2 separate regions of the Danio rerio genome follow, and region 2 is linked to region 1. Evidence: chromatin contacts called from public HiCAR-type data. All regions are on one chromosome and are shown on one strand. The core of a region is the stretch at or near the end of the contact, and the rest is flanking DNA. Distances in the headings are between cores, read along the strand shown. Region 1 holds the start of gtsf1 (gametocyte specific factor 1). Region 2 has its middle 26 kb from the start of nr4a1.

Region 1 (7,630 bases), core at 3,377-5,876:
TCCTGGACAAAACAGAACTAGATAAAAAGACTTGACAAACATCAAGTGTTAACACTGCAACACAATGGTGACTAAAGTCCACAGCACATCTTAATCTAGGTTAACCTACTAAACCCAGTACATATTTATAATGTATAATTTGATGCATTTAATGTCTGCAATGTTGGTAAAAATTAAACTACAATTGACCATCACAGAATGGTCTCATGTAACCATGCTTAATATTCAAAATGTTTTAGGGACATGAAAGGGTTTATTGAAAAAAATGTAATCAGAAAGCTGATTTTTGAACACAGAGCGCAACAATAGCACAAAAGAGCACCTTTGTAGTAAACATTGAAATATAAGAGGATACAGCCTTAGAATTACACCATGCGAGTAAATGCAGAATCAACATGAACTTTTCTAACCCTTTAAACACTAACCATCTTCAGCGTTCAAACACCTCTTGTCTTCGCAGTTTGCTATGTGATGAGACATCTCATGCTTGGGAATCAAGTGTCTGGCATTAAAGGGGCAGGTCTTCAGTTCACTGGCCAGTTTGGGGTGGTTCTAAAACAGATGCAAGAGGACAGATAAACTTTAAAACATTAGAATGTAAGGACAGATAAAACTAGAGCTCAACCTTTGAGTGTGTTAATACTTGTTTTATTTTGGTCAAGACCAGGGGTCGGCAACCCGTGACTCTGGAGCTGTATTCGGCCCTTTAGCTTCTCTGCTGCCTAGATGAAATTACATGTAAATAGCCTGTATAGGCTGCATCTCTACATTACATTTTCTATTAAGCAATGTAATCTTATCTTGGCATTCCAAGTAACAGAAGACTGAAAAGAAACTTAATATTGTTAATAAAAGCCAAAATACAGGTCTATTTCCCACGTTAACCCATGAGTCGTTAATATTGATGGTGGTAATAAAATCTAACATTCAATTGGTTATTAATATTAGATTATTATTTGCGTTCATAAACAGTTCATCACTTTGTTAATCATTCTAAACAATCAACATCAGTGCAAAGGTTTTTTAAAGCCCAATATGAATGAGATCTTGTTACGACTCGTATACAGCATACATATTTATACCCACCATGAACAACTTTACACGTAAAGAGATTAACACTGTTGCTTTACAGTTACTAAAAAAAAAATAAACACTTGCTGCTTTCACTTTGAAAACGATTGAAAGTCTTAGGTTATGTCAGTGAAGACGCTTGTCTAGATCAGAGGTTCCCAAACTTTTCAGCGTGCGACCCCTAATATGACGATGTCAGTGACTCGCGACCCCCAATATCCTGGTTATGAATACAGAAACCTTGCATGCAATGTCACACACACACCAAAACACCCAGGTATATTCTTCGTTTAATGTCAGTGCAGTAAATGGGCTAGAAACTTTAACCTGGTGTTATAAAATCAATCTGCTGCATCTGACGCTATTGCTGTGTCTTTAATATAATGTAATTACCACTGGGGTCACAATCCAATAGAACTAGTAACTAAGCTACTATAGTAACTATTTAGTAATTATAAACGACTATATTTTTCGCTTCAGTAGGTTATGGACAAAATATGGTCATTCTTATAGGATTTAATAATAATAAAATATTCGAAGGGTCCCGACCCCCACTTTGAGAACCCCTGGTCTAGATGACTCAAATAGACTTACATCCCACAAACAAATAACGTTTCCAAGAAGTTATCATTTAAAGGTCAAATATCTATGGGCAAATTTTATTTTGGAGGAGAAAAAAAAAAAGACTAATGGCTCTGCTGGTCAAAAAGTTAGCCGACCCCTTCTCAAGACAATAGTGAAAATGGATCCAAATGTCAATAACGCCAAACCTAAAAACTAAGGGTGTCACGATCCTCCAAATCCTCGATTTGATTACATTTTCGATTCTAAAGGCACGATTCGATTATGAATAATTAATTAATTAATTAATTAATGACCAATTAATTATTTGTAGCCTACCGTTTAAACTACCTGACCTGCATGGTCTTTGTTTTACCCATAAACAAATCATACAGTAAATGAATAAAGGCAAGATACACTTATAATTACCACCTGTCAATCACTCTTTTCTGCTGGACTCGTGAATAGGCAGTGATCTGTGTCGTTATAATGGCGTCGGTAAAAAAGACGCACAACCAACAGGAACCAGCCAACAGTATTTGAGGTGTTCGCTAAAATTACTAAGTACAAGTGAGTGAAAGATTGAAGCAGTCCTCTGACTGCCTGGACCTGCTGTCTCGAGCGCATGGCTGTGTATGCGTCTGTGTGGTCATGTGATGTGCATTTTCAGAGGTAGAGAGGAAGGATGGCTGCTCAGAAATGCTACACGCCACTGAGGATGTCAAATTGTTGTCGTTCTAAAATGCCATTTAAAAACAAAGACAGTGAAAACAGGGCCTGAGTGTGTACTTTACGCAGGTGGATTTGCAACAGGGGCAGGCGGAGGATCGCGATGCCGGTGTTGTCTATTGGACGAACCGTACATAGCAGAGCTTGCAAAACTGTGTTTTTTTTTTGTTGACAACACGAATGTTGTAAACATAACTCACTGGAAATCCAAAATGCTTACACACCAGCGACTTCATTGAAAGAGGAGAGGTTCAAGTTCTGTCGACGGGTCTCCTGCTTCAGCAGTTTAACAAGCACTTCAACAAGCCTGTTTTTTTCCCGCTTGGCTAGCCAAGTTGACGTGACATGGGGGCGTGGCAGCATCGACAATTCTATTTTTTGATTCGATTATCGAAATTGAGCATACATTTCGATGGATTTCGATTAAAAATCGAAATCGTGACACCCCTACTAACACACACTTATGGTGTACATCTTTACAGGTGTAACAATACTTAGCTGTACCAAGTTACAGAGAATGGGAATCTACACAATGAATACTTTCTATCATGTTTTCAGAGGCCCAGGAGCACACAATGTACAACAATGCAAATTACCTCAGAAAGAGCAGACCATCTAATAGTACTAATACCTTTTTAAAACATCTCACAAACACTCAGAATAAAATGTAGATATCTGTATAAACACACTGTGTCTAAGAAGCTAAAAACATGTTTAAAAGGAACTTAGAGCCAAGCACAGATTTACAGGCCACAGATCATATTAACAATATTACATATTATAGTAACATTAACTGCGACGGTGATGGTGCATCAATGAGCTGCCGCTGGACAACTTTTCCATATACATGATCCTCTATTAGTAGTGCGAGCACATTATTTAAAGCAAGTCCGTTTGCGTTCATTCATCTCCATCCATCTCTCTTATAAACCTATAGAGATTGAGATCCAAGTTCCAGAGTGCCAAAAAAGCCAGAATGCATTGCACTGCAATGATAGCCATTCTCCATCCATCCATCAATCATATACAACAAACCTGTAGAGATTAATGGGATTCAAGTTCCAGTGTCCCAAAATACACTGTGCTGTAATGACATTCCCATTCTCTACATCCATCCACTGTAAACCTGCTGTACTCAAAGCTAAGCCTAACATGCTGTATTTCTAAGGTAAGGTTAAGAAAACATAACAAAAAAAAATCATAATTGGCTTGATCACTCCATCTCCTTTCCACCAATCAGCTGGTGTGTGGTGTGCAGTCTGGCCCAATATGGCTGCCGTCACATTATCCAGTTGGATGCTGCACACTGGTGGTGGATGAGGAGATTCCCCGCTAATGTGTAAAGCACTTTGAGTGTCCAAAAAAAAAGTGTTATACAAATGTAAGGAATTATTATTATTAATAAAATTAACCCATAATTTCCTGTTGTACTTGCCCTCAAACCTACTTAAATTTTAATTTATCTACCAAATACATATTTTGTTGTTGTTTAAACCCAAGATTTATGCGCCTCCATTTGAACTTCATTATCCTAAATGTTACAACCCACCTTTCTGCACTTGAGAACATGAAAAGGGAAGCGTGAGGCTCTGATCTGGTGGTTTTTGTCATATGGGCACTGCACAATCCTATTAGGGTCGCTGGCATCTTCCGTTTCTTCACCATAACCTGCGGAAACAGGAGGCGCCACATTGGAAACAAAACTTATTGTGCCGACACAAAACTACAACTCAACATGAACTGCATTTTGCACATGTAACTTCAACAGTGCATCGAGTTATGATGATGATTGATTACCGTTGTCTTCATTCCACATCTGCCCTGTACTTTCAGAGTGGACTCCAGACGGACCGACGCTACTGCCAAACCTATAAGTGGCCATACTTCCGTTTCCTGGACCCCCGTGTACCTTTCCGTGGGTTTAAAAAAATCTTCACCCTAAATAAAGTCCGCCAAACATTAAAATCAAAACATTTTCTAGTATAACGTTAAACCACACAGCACTCTGAAGAAATGCAGCACGTGACGGTCAAACAACGTGAGAGTCAGCAGGCCGAGCGCAAAAACTGACGGTTGAAGTTTATTAAAACGATGTTTGCTTGACTTTATGTTATAAAACTCACGACTTTCAAAGTAGCAATACGCTCGGGTTTATGTTAAGAACATGACATTATCATTATAAACACTTACTGCTAGTCTTTTGTATTGTTGAAGCAGTCGCGTGCTGGCCTTCCCATCTGCTGACTGCAATCAATGCAGATCATCAATCAAGTGCTGTGTGCTGCTGTGGAATGTCACGTGTTTCATCATTAAAGATGGCAAATGTTTAAATAAATACTTGTTGTTGCATTATTCATTGTAATCAATTGATGATTCTAAGCTATTTGTTGTAACTATGTGCTGGTCTATGGGGTTTATAAAGATTAACAAACGTACATATTATTTTATTCTTTATATGGTTAATATTATTTTTATTTTATTAATTATATTAACATTTTGAATAACTTTTTCTTATCAAACCAATTATATTATTTTAATCAAGCTATTTGCTTGATTTTTCACACACATTAAAGACCAAGAGATTATATTTATTAATTTTATTTATATAAAATAAATGCTGTTATATTTTAGTCTAATTTATTTATTTATTTGAATAAAACTTTTGATCTTTTATTTATTTTAACCAAGCAGAAAAAATGAATGGATTTCTTTAAACCAATTTTATTGATTTTTATTTTATTTTATAATAATTATTATATTATTTTTATTTAATTAATTATATTAACATTTTGTATTATTTTTTCTTATCAAAGCAATTATATCATTTTAATTTAACTATTTGCATGATTATTCACACACATTAAAGACTAAGAGATTATATTTATTTATTTTATTTATTTAAAATAAATGCTGCTATATTTTAATATTATTTATTTATTTAACTATTTCTCATTTATTATTTGAATAAAACTTTGGATCTTTTATTTTTTTATTTTTTTTTTATTTTAACCAAGCAGAAGAAAATGGATGGATTTTATTTATTTTAATTTTTATTCAATAATTCTAATCATTATTATATTATTTTAAAATGATTAAAATAAAAAATATTCAAAATATTTATTTAATTAATAAAATGTGACACAATATAGCAAATATAAGTTTATAAGTTTATAGTAATTTCACAAGGATAAATAAAACTGCATAGAATAATTAAGTTAATTATATTTTACATTTAAATCTGTAAAAGAATAGTCATTAAATGAATAAAGTAATCTGCAACTCATAACATTTATCAAATATATAATTTTTTGGAGTGTGCTTTTGTCTTTTATGTTCATATCATATAAATATTACGGTATCCAGTCGACCTAAACACAAAATATGCGCGTCGTTTAATGCGTACACTTCACCAGCCAATCAAAGACCCGCATCCGCACTTCATGGTCGTGACGACACGCCCACGCCGAACTGTCAGCTGCTCAGTTCAAGATGGCGCTGTCCTGTCGGGGAATATGCCGCGGGGCTTCAGTGATCTTACTGTATGGAAAACAACCTGTCAGGGTCAAAGCAAGTCTCTGCACTCCTAGATTGGCTTCCTCAAAACCCAGGTATAATTAAAAATACGTTCGGAATGACCGATCATTTGTAGGCGGTTGTTCGCATACCACACTCCCAGAGCTAGGATGTTTTGCATACAGGCTGGATATAAAATGATAGCGAAGATGATGTTTCAACGTAAATAATACAAACGAGACCACATTAATTATTTTATCAATGTCTGTCTTTTTTTAGTCGATGACAAAGGGGAAAATGGTTTCATCAGGAATTACATGAGAGAACGGCAAGATATTTTTATATTTAATTTTATATAACGTAGTTTCTAGATTCATGTTACTAGTACATACTTAAAACTAGTATCTTCCTATGGCAAGCCACTTTGACATTTAAACTATAAACCATACTAGTATCTATTTTCACGTTACTGGTGCTTGTTTTTTAGATATCAGTACATTTTCCATCAAGTACTGTTAGTAGTGCCTATTCTTTAGATGCTAGAGCTTTTTAAAAATATAGTAGTGTTTTCTAATTAGACACTAGTTTTTTTATTAGATACTAGTACTCACTCATTCGTTAGATACTAGTGCCTATTAAATAAATACTTGTGTATTAGATACAAGTACTTATTCATTACAGTCATACGGTCATGGAAAACCTGGAAAAGTCATGGAATTTTGAAATGGCATTTTCCAGGCCTGGAAAAGTTTTGGAAAATCAGAAAAACCCACAAAGTTTCGGAAAAGACATGGAAAACGGATATCTGTATACTTGAATATAGGTTTGTTGTCTTTACTACTTTTCTGTCCTTGCCCAATCAAATACTCCCACATTATTAGTGCAGTGTAAGCATTATCTAAATCAATTTCACATAGATATAAATATAAGCTGAAACTAAATAGATTGTTGCGTGTTTTATGGGATGCTGTAATAAATTTTAACATGTATTGTTTTTTTTATCATGCATATGTAGGCATTGCATGAAACATTAAGTCATAAAAATTTACTTGAAAGTCATGGAAAAATCATAGGAAAGTCATGGATTTTAGTAGTAAAATGTGTATGAACCCTGCCATTAGATACTACACTGCAAAAAAAAGCTTTTTTTACTTAGACCTGTAGTCTTGTTTCTTGTCCGAATATCTAAGAATCCTTATATCAAGAAACATTTTTTGGCAAGCAAAACTTATTGTCTTGTTTTCAGTAATAATATGCCAATATTAAGTGTGTTTTTCCTAAAACAAGCAAAATAATCTGCCAATAGGGTAAACAAAATAATCTTGTTTTTCCTCTTGACATAAGATTGTTTTGCTTACTTCACTGGCTGATTACAATTATTAACTAATCTACCAAGCTCTGGTAACAAATAAGTAGTAGTATTGTTTTAAAAGGGCCTCTGTAAAAAAAAAAACACACTACCACCTAATAACCTCTTAAAACCAACAAATGAAGTTGTTAAATTAATGTACTATCTTTTTATGTTAACAAGAAAAAGATGCTTTTATCTATAAAATAAGTATTAGCTTTCATTGTCAATAGCTTCGTGAGCAGTGCGCCGACATATAGTGCCCTTGCTCTTTGGGTGTCCTGAGTTCAAGTCCCAGCTCGTAGACCTTTTCCAATCCCTTTCCCCGCAAAAATCTGTCTGATTTGCTGATCTGTCTTAATATATTATCCTATACTTATAAAGATAGAAATGGCCAAAACTATCTTT
Region 2 (7,630 bases), core at 4,894-7,393, 80 kb before region 1:
AACCGTTTTTCCTCTCATCTTCTGACTAATGTTTGTCTGGTGCTGTTAAATCAGTGTGCACCTGGATATTTAGTTTGTTATTTGCCAACGTAATTTCAAGGTCTATTTGCATGACAGCTTTTGAGACGGGAAAGCAATCTGAACAGTAGTTACTGTATGTAATAATAAGAATATTAAGCTGGTCTGTTTTGTGGAAACAAAAATGTGTCATTGCTTGCAGATTAAAATAAAATGGAATTTTACGATTCATAAAGCTTTTTATAGTAAGTCTCAAGAGCAAGGCAGGAAGGGAAAATCAAGTTGTTGCAGGAAGCTGCTGAGGACATTCGCCATGAGCAGCTATGATAAGTGGGTAATTGAAGGTCACAGAAAACACACAGAAATTACTTCTTCAAATGCATAAAATGTTTGAGGGTTTTTTCTGGAGCTAGAGGTCACTTCACAAAATAAAAAAGAGAAGTGATGAATACTGCTGTTCCATGAATAATGTCGGTGTCACAGGTTGCCATTTTTTGAGGGATGAACGGTGTGATGAAAATGTTTGCTGTGAATTGTCATGCACACATTTTATACAATCTGCTTAAATTAAAGTGATAGTTATGAAATCAAAGGAAGCTATACAATATTGTATTTGTGCATACACATTAGATTAGTCAGTACTGAAGCTAAATCTAGAGCTTATCTTACAAAATGTCTTATGATAACGGTCCAAAAACTAGAACACAAATTTATATGTTGTAGAAAATTTAATTGTATTATCTTTCAATTTCTAGAGAAGCTTGGTGGCTAAAATATTACTTTAATTAATATATTTGTTTGATAAATCTGTTTTGTTTAAATGCACCAAAATACACTGCCTATATTCACTGTGGAATGAATAAAAAATATTCATTGTCAAAATTGGGTGTACACAGTTATGCTGAGCACTATGCCAAAACATTCAATACTAGATTTCTCCAGCTAAAAGCAAGCTATTTTAAATAGTATTTCAATATTTCTGAATGTACCTTATTAGCACTGTCAAATGCAGAAAGTATTCGTATTCACTGCATCAGTGTATTTACCTAAACATGTGCTATAAAACCTGTCTTTCGTTAATTAGTTAAAGGTAAAAAGTGTCATCCATGCTGTTGAGAGTTGTACTTTGATTTCCCAGGGGGTTGTGGCTGGAAGGGTTGTGTAAAACATCAGTTGGCAGTTCATTCGGCTGGGGCAACCCCTGATAAATAAGGGACTAAGCCAAAGGCAAATAAATAAATGCATGTCACATATGAATATGTAAATATGTGCACTGCATGCTTTTCACTTTATGACAAAATAAATGCATATAGCGGTGAGAAAACAGCAGTTAAGAAAGCATCTAATTATATTGATGTGGATGTTTGCATACAATCTGCAAGTCACTGGCATCAGGTCAACTGATTTTTATAATTTTATAATGAATGTAATGTATGTCTGAGATTCTAGAGTAGATAAGTTTAGCATGAAACTTTTGAATTGCTTCGGTTTCAATCTAAATGTAGAAAGGACCAGTCCGTATATGACCAGAGATGTCGTCAAATCAGGCACTTACTCAGACTTACTCATCATGTTCATTATTGGAAGGGGATGATATGATTAAAAAAAATAGAATTAGAATATTAGATGTGTATTAGATGAATATTAGATTATTAGATGTAGATTATTAGAATGTTTTGCTTTAAATGATAATTTATGCAACACTCATACTAAGATAACATTTTACATTACATTTTTTCTTGAATCATATTGATAGATTTTTATAAAACTAATAATATTAGTGTGTATTTGTATATTGTTTGTTTATTTTTTTAAACGTGTATAGTTTTGCTAAATAGTTGTGTAAAATTATCTGAAATTATATTTGCATTATAATGAATTGTACATTTAATTTGTTTGCCATAAACACAGCTTGTGATGCTGACATGTCATTAGACAACAAACAAACTAATAAATAAATAAATAATTAATTTTGAATTGAAAAAGTCTACAGGCTCTTATAAACAACTAAAAATGCAAGGAAAGTCTTTTATTGTTGTTTGTAGTACAAAATCTAATATTGAAAATAAAGAAATTAACTCTGGCTTGTCATAGCATATGCTGTACTCTATGATTATTTAAAAGGCTTCTTTTGTCCTCCCTTGTAAATCACTTTGCATTAAAGCATCTGCTAATTGAGTAAAATTTTGCACATTGTCTATGTAAGTGAGTTGGACAATTCAGAAAAGGCTGAAAGGCTCGGGCAGTTGCATTGCACCTATAGAAACTTTGACTTTCATCAAAAAATTTAAATGCCTTAAAATCCATATTTAATCCATATTAATTGACACACTAGTTGATATCGCACATAATCAAGGGTTTATTTTGATCACTCTGCATTGTCCATTTTGTTTATTGTCTCTGATAGATCAAACATGGTCAGGTGGAGATCAGAGAATAGACACAGTGCACATGCACACGTCTGATTGTGCCTTATGAGTTGTAGTGTCTCCACTTGGTAATTGAAAGAAGTGAATGCATGCATTAATAAAAGCTTTCCATATCAGCTCTCCAGGAAATGTCTTTGCAGTAACTGCTCAATTTAAATGCATAATATGACTTTTTATGCTTTGTTGTAACAACTACCGTTGTCAAAAAACAGTAGAAGTGGAACATATTGTCCAGCCAGGTCTCACTTACTGAATGTTGTTTGTGTGTGTTTTAACAGCTTGGCTTTGCTAGTCTATTCTGTAACTCTGAGCATGTTTATCAGGAGGTCGGATGTTGATTCATCAAGGTTTTCCAAGAGGGCCTTGCCATCCTGACGCTCCAGGAGCAAGAGGAAAAGAGCTGAAAGCGTGGAACTTGGAGATCCTGTATGTCGTTCCCTTGTGTTTCCCAGTGTAAATTCCAGATAAAATAGGTCATCTTGACCAGCTGCCTCTAATCACACTGCTCTCTCTCTTACTGAACCATCAGTGTCGCTTCCAATCTTAACAAACAAACGTCTCAATCAGCCAATCAGAAACACTGTACTTTTAAATTTTCCATTTAAAAAAAATCTATTGTTTTTTCAGTGTTTAGGGGGAAATTTCTGTTCTCTCAGCACAGTGGCCACATTTACTAAACTGAATAAATGTGTGTGACTACTGAGTGTAAATTGAGGTACAATGAAGTAAAAGGCATCATTCTGTGCAAGATTATTATTATATTATTAATTAGTTAATACCAGGGGTATAAATTTTGTCTAGCCTATATGTGTTTTTTTTCCACTCTCAAAGAAGCAATATACACTCACTGGCCACTTTATTAGGTACATCTTACTAGAACTGGGTTTTGCCTTAGGAACTGATTTAATCCTTTGTGATTTTTCCTTTGTGATCACATTCAATATGCAAATCTCCCATTCAACCACCACATCCCAAAGGTGCTCTATTGGATTGAAATGTAGTGACCGTGGAGGCCATTTGAGTACAATGAATTTATTGTCATGATCAAGAAACAAGTCTGAGATAATTCATGCTTTATGACATGGTGCATTATCCTGCTGGATGTAGCCATCAGAAGATGGGTACACCGTGGTCATAAAGGGATGGACATGGTCAGTAACAATACTCAGGCTGTGGCGTTGACACGATGCTCAATTAGTACTAATATGCCTAAAGTGTGTCAAGAAAATATCCCCCACACCATTACACCACCATCACCACCAGCAGCCTGAACTGTTGATACAAGGCTGGATGGATTCATGCTTTCATGTTGTTGATGCCAAATTCGGACCATATCATCCAAATGTCGCAGCAGAAATCGAGATTCATCACACCAGGCAACGTTTTTACAATCTTCTATTGTCCAATTTTGGTGAACTTGTGAGACTTTTAGCCTCAGTTTCCTGTTCTTATCTGCTATGATTGGCACTTCTGCACTTCTGCTACTTTAGCCCATCCGCCTCAAGGTTCGACATGCTCTTCTGCATACCTGAATGGTTATTTGAGTTACTGCTGCCTTTCTATCAGCTAGAACCAGTCTGGCCGCTCTCCTCTGATCTCTGGCATCAACAAGGCATTTGTGCCCACAAAACGGCAGCTCACTGGATATTTTCTCTTTTTGGACCATTCTCTGTAAACCCTAGAGATGGTTTAGCGTGAAAATCCTATTAAATCAGTAGTTTCTAAAATACTCAGAACAGCCCATCTGGCACCAACAACCATGCCACTTAAATCACATTTCTTCCCCATTCTGATGCTCACTTTGAACTGCAGCAGATCGAATTGACCATGGCTGGGTCCAAAACCGCCTACTACTCAGTAGGTACTGCATTTGAATTTAAACGTACTACTCGGCCATTAGAAAAGTACGTTCTGTACAGTATGAATGTGAAAAATATGAATGGAATTCGGACCTACTACATTCGCCATTTTGCCATGGTCATGTGACCTACCTTTGTCAGTTGTGTCACTTTATTCCCATTCATGAATTCTCTCGCAGAGCATCATGGGATAGCGCCGCATGCATGGGATGCGCACTTCAGAATCTCGCTGGAAGTAGTAAGTCATCTGGGTTCTTTTTGCATACTGATTTTTGAATTCTATGAATTCAGACATACAACTCGTCTCGCATACTGATTTTAGCATACTCTATAGTATGGAAGTATCCCGTTTCGTACGCATCACATGTCTACATAATTAAATCCATTGAACTGCTGCCATGTGATTGGCTGATTAGAAATTAGTGTTAACGAGCAGTTGCACAGGTGTGCCTAATAAAGTAGCCGGTGAGTGTATATTGACTTGCATTTAATGAATTGCCAAGAACCATTGGTTTCAGCTAAAAATAAGTTTCACAAACTAATTTCAAGAGGAGCATGTGATCTGATTGATCGCGGCTGGTCTCTCATCTGTAAACATTAGTAAGCCAATCAGATTATTCCAAACTCACTATAAATAGCCTGTCTAGCATTGCTCCCTCATCTTTTTTTTTTTTTTTGAAGAATCCCCCCATCCACCCCATCTCCCCCTTCTCCTCTTTTACTAGGGGGAGCTCTCGAGAATTACCTGATCATGCTCACTGACCAGGGAAGAGCCCTGGGCTTAATTACCTCCACCCTGAGTTTTCTCGCAAGACAGCATGCCAAACCTGCTATTATTATCAAGCAATATCTACTGTAAGTGTGAACTCTTGAATTGAATGTTCTATTAATTGAAATAAAGACTTGGGTGGCCTTGGAGTAAATAAACGCTGCAATTAGACTCTGGTGTGAGTTATCGGGATAATTATAAAGAGCAAGAGCATAAAGTCATATAAGGAAAAAATCTCAAATGAAATGATAAGAAAGTCAGAAATATTCCCCTGTAATGACACAAGTGAAACGTCTCTAAAATCCCCGTTCATGTCACTGCTGCTGTGTTAGTCACATAACAGTATTAATCAAAGTAAGAGATATTAAATCATACTGTTAAACATGATGGTGAATTTAAAAAAAAAACAATGACGACAATGAAAGGATAGACAGATTCAAGTGGCAGCTGTCACGTTATTGTCACGTAGGCGTCAGGTTCTCTGTCTGGAGCAAGAGGAAGTTCTGTGGTTTCTGATTGGTTGCCACAAGTTTTCCGTTTGCTTAAAGATCTCCATGATCTCTTCAGCCATGCAGCCTGATTTAGACATCGCGCGGTTTGTCACCTCAGAGTAGGTTAGTTACATCAGAACGAACAGGACATGATGTTTCATTTTCTTTCTTTTTTAATCTTGATGCCTGAGGGAACATTTCTGAGTTCAGAGAGCTTGTCACTTTAATTATAGATGAAAATAATTCGCTTACGAAACACACAAGAGGTTGAATAAGGTCTTCATTCTACTATTAAAACCCAGTTGGCATCAGCAAGACAGCGTGAATCAAGGAAACTGTGAGACAGTATTTCTCTTGTGCTTCTTCTGTGAGCTGTACCTTGGAGCAGCAACATAAGAGTGTTGGACGATGCAAAAAAACACAAGGATAAATGAAAATGACTGCTTGAATCTGCATGAATGAGTCATAGATGGCGTTGGTCCTGGGTTTGGAGTGAAATCAGACGCAGCACTGGAGGTGTTGGCTGAAGCTGTGTTCCTCTTAGCACTTGCTGCCTCTCCTTTTCCTGGCGGAGGCCTGAGCTTGAGCTTCAGCACAGCTTCCTGACTGTTTTCCTGTTCAGATCTGGGAATGCAAACAACGTGCACCTCCACCCTCCACATTCTCAAGTTCATAGTGACACCCAGTGTCCCGAATGTAAAGTTAAACGAAGTGTGAAAGATTAGCATAGGGCAAATGTAAATATAAAACTTCTTTCAGGGGAAAATGATTGTTGCCATTGTTCATGGGGTAATTTCTGGTGTTTAGAGTAATTTTAGTACATTTCTGGTGTTTGTAATAATTGTTTCAGTCATAAACGTCTTCAGAACATTTACAGGTGATATTCTGGCCCACCAAAATGGCTCTCTCATAAATGTGAGTCTGTTTTTTTATTATTACTTTGTCTTTCAGAAGGAATCATATGTTCGATCACAAAAGCAATTTCATGTGCATTCATGCTGGAAGTATGTAACATATATGGGTAACACTTTACAATAAGGTAGTATTAGTAAGTCAATGTGTTACAAACAATGAACAATACATTCATTATAGTATTTGTTCATGTTAATTAACATTACTTGATGAAAATAGTTCATGGTTAGTTCAGGTTAACTTGCAGTGCTTTAAACAAGCATGAATTTAAATTTAAATGAGTCATTGGAGTAAATGTTGAACTATGATTAATACATATTGTACAAGTATTGGTCATAGTATTGAATCTTTATTGTAAAGTGTGACCTATATATCAACCATTGGCCCTATTAAAATGTGGAAATTAGCAAAGCCGGTCAACAATGTTGCTTTTTGTTGGAAGGTCTAAATGATTCTGATTCCCAAATACGTCACAACTTTGAAGAAATCTTCAAGTTTAACCTTTGAATAATACTCAGTATGATTTGAGTCTAAAAGTTCTTGTCTGTTTTGTGTCTCTCACACAAAGCTGATTGTTTCAGTGTGCGCATGAACTCAGAAAGAGCTCTTTTGATTGTGCCCACTCTCACATTCTCTGGGTTGGTGAACTGCCCACTCTCTCAAACATGTTTAAAGCAGCTCTGACTGCAGTGTGAGATTTCATTCCCATTTCTGACTTTTCCCACATGACTTTAACGATTCCTTAAGGACAATAATAAAAAAAAAACGTCCTTTGATTAAGAACATGTAAAGCATCTCTGAGTTATAATTAAATTCAAATTGACACTTTTTTTTAAGCAGACATTATGCATTTTTATAAGATTCCATTGTTTATTAGTAATGATCTGTCCATGCACATCACTTTCATGATCAATTTAATAAATAATAATTCTTACCACTACTACTTTTTTCTTATTTAACAGAAGTAAAGATTTAAAATATGTAAAAAAAAAACTATATATACTATATATATATATATATATATATATATATATATATATATATATATATATATATATATATATATATATATATATATATATATATTTATTCATTTTCCTTCCAGCTGCATATATACATATATACATATATATATATATATATATATATATA

Evidence for each region. HiCAR-type assays count read pairs that join an accessible place to other places.
Region 2: a contact with region 1 is called in a HiCAR-type map of caudal fin, with 4 times the contacts expected there. The contact joins the enhancer-like site here to the promoter of gtsf1 in region 1. A contact is called at or near these places in 4 of 18 Hi-C or Micro-C datasets (caudal fin, embryo, hematopoietic stem cells and 1 more) and 2 of 4 datasets of contacts at active chromatin or transcription factors (caudal fin and embryo).

The regions. Positions count from the first base shown.
Region 1 is chr23:35,041,190-35,048,819 of GRCz12tu, reverse strand. gtsf1 (gametocyte specific factor 1) reads right to left here and starts at 4,626. Exons shown (of 8, transcript NM_212833.1): 1 at 4,552-4,626; 2 at 4,159-4,299; 3 at 3,911-4,029; 4 at 426-552; 5 at 1-2. The coding sequence starts at 4,243. It overlaps letmd1 (LETM1 domain containing 1), which reads left to right and starts at 5,764. Exons shown (of 9, transcript NM_001130616.1): 1 at 5,764-5,969. The coding sequence starts at 5,851.
Region 2 is chr23:35,122,959-35,130,588 of GRCz12tu, reverse strand. It overlaps a transcript of nr4a1 not described here. Among named protein-coding and RNA genes, the nearest start is that of nr4a1, 26 kb to the right of the region's middle. Within about 2 kb of position 6,143, at least 26 of the 62 cell types and tissues checked have an H3K27ac peak or open chromatin away from gene starts, as enhancers often do. A contact at or near this core is called in caudal fin, where this site is marked.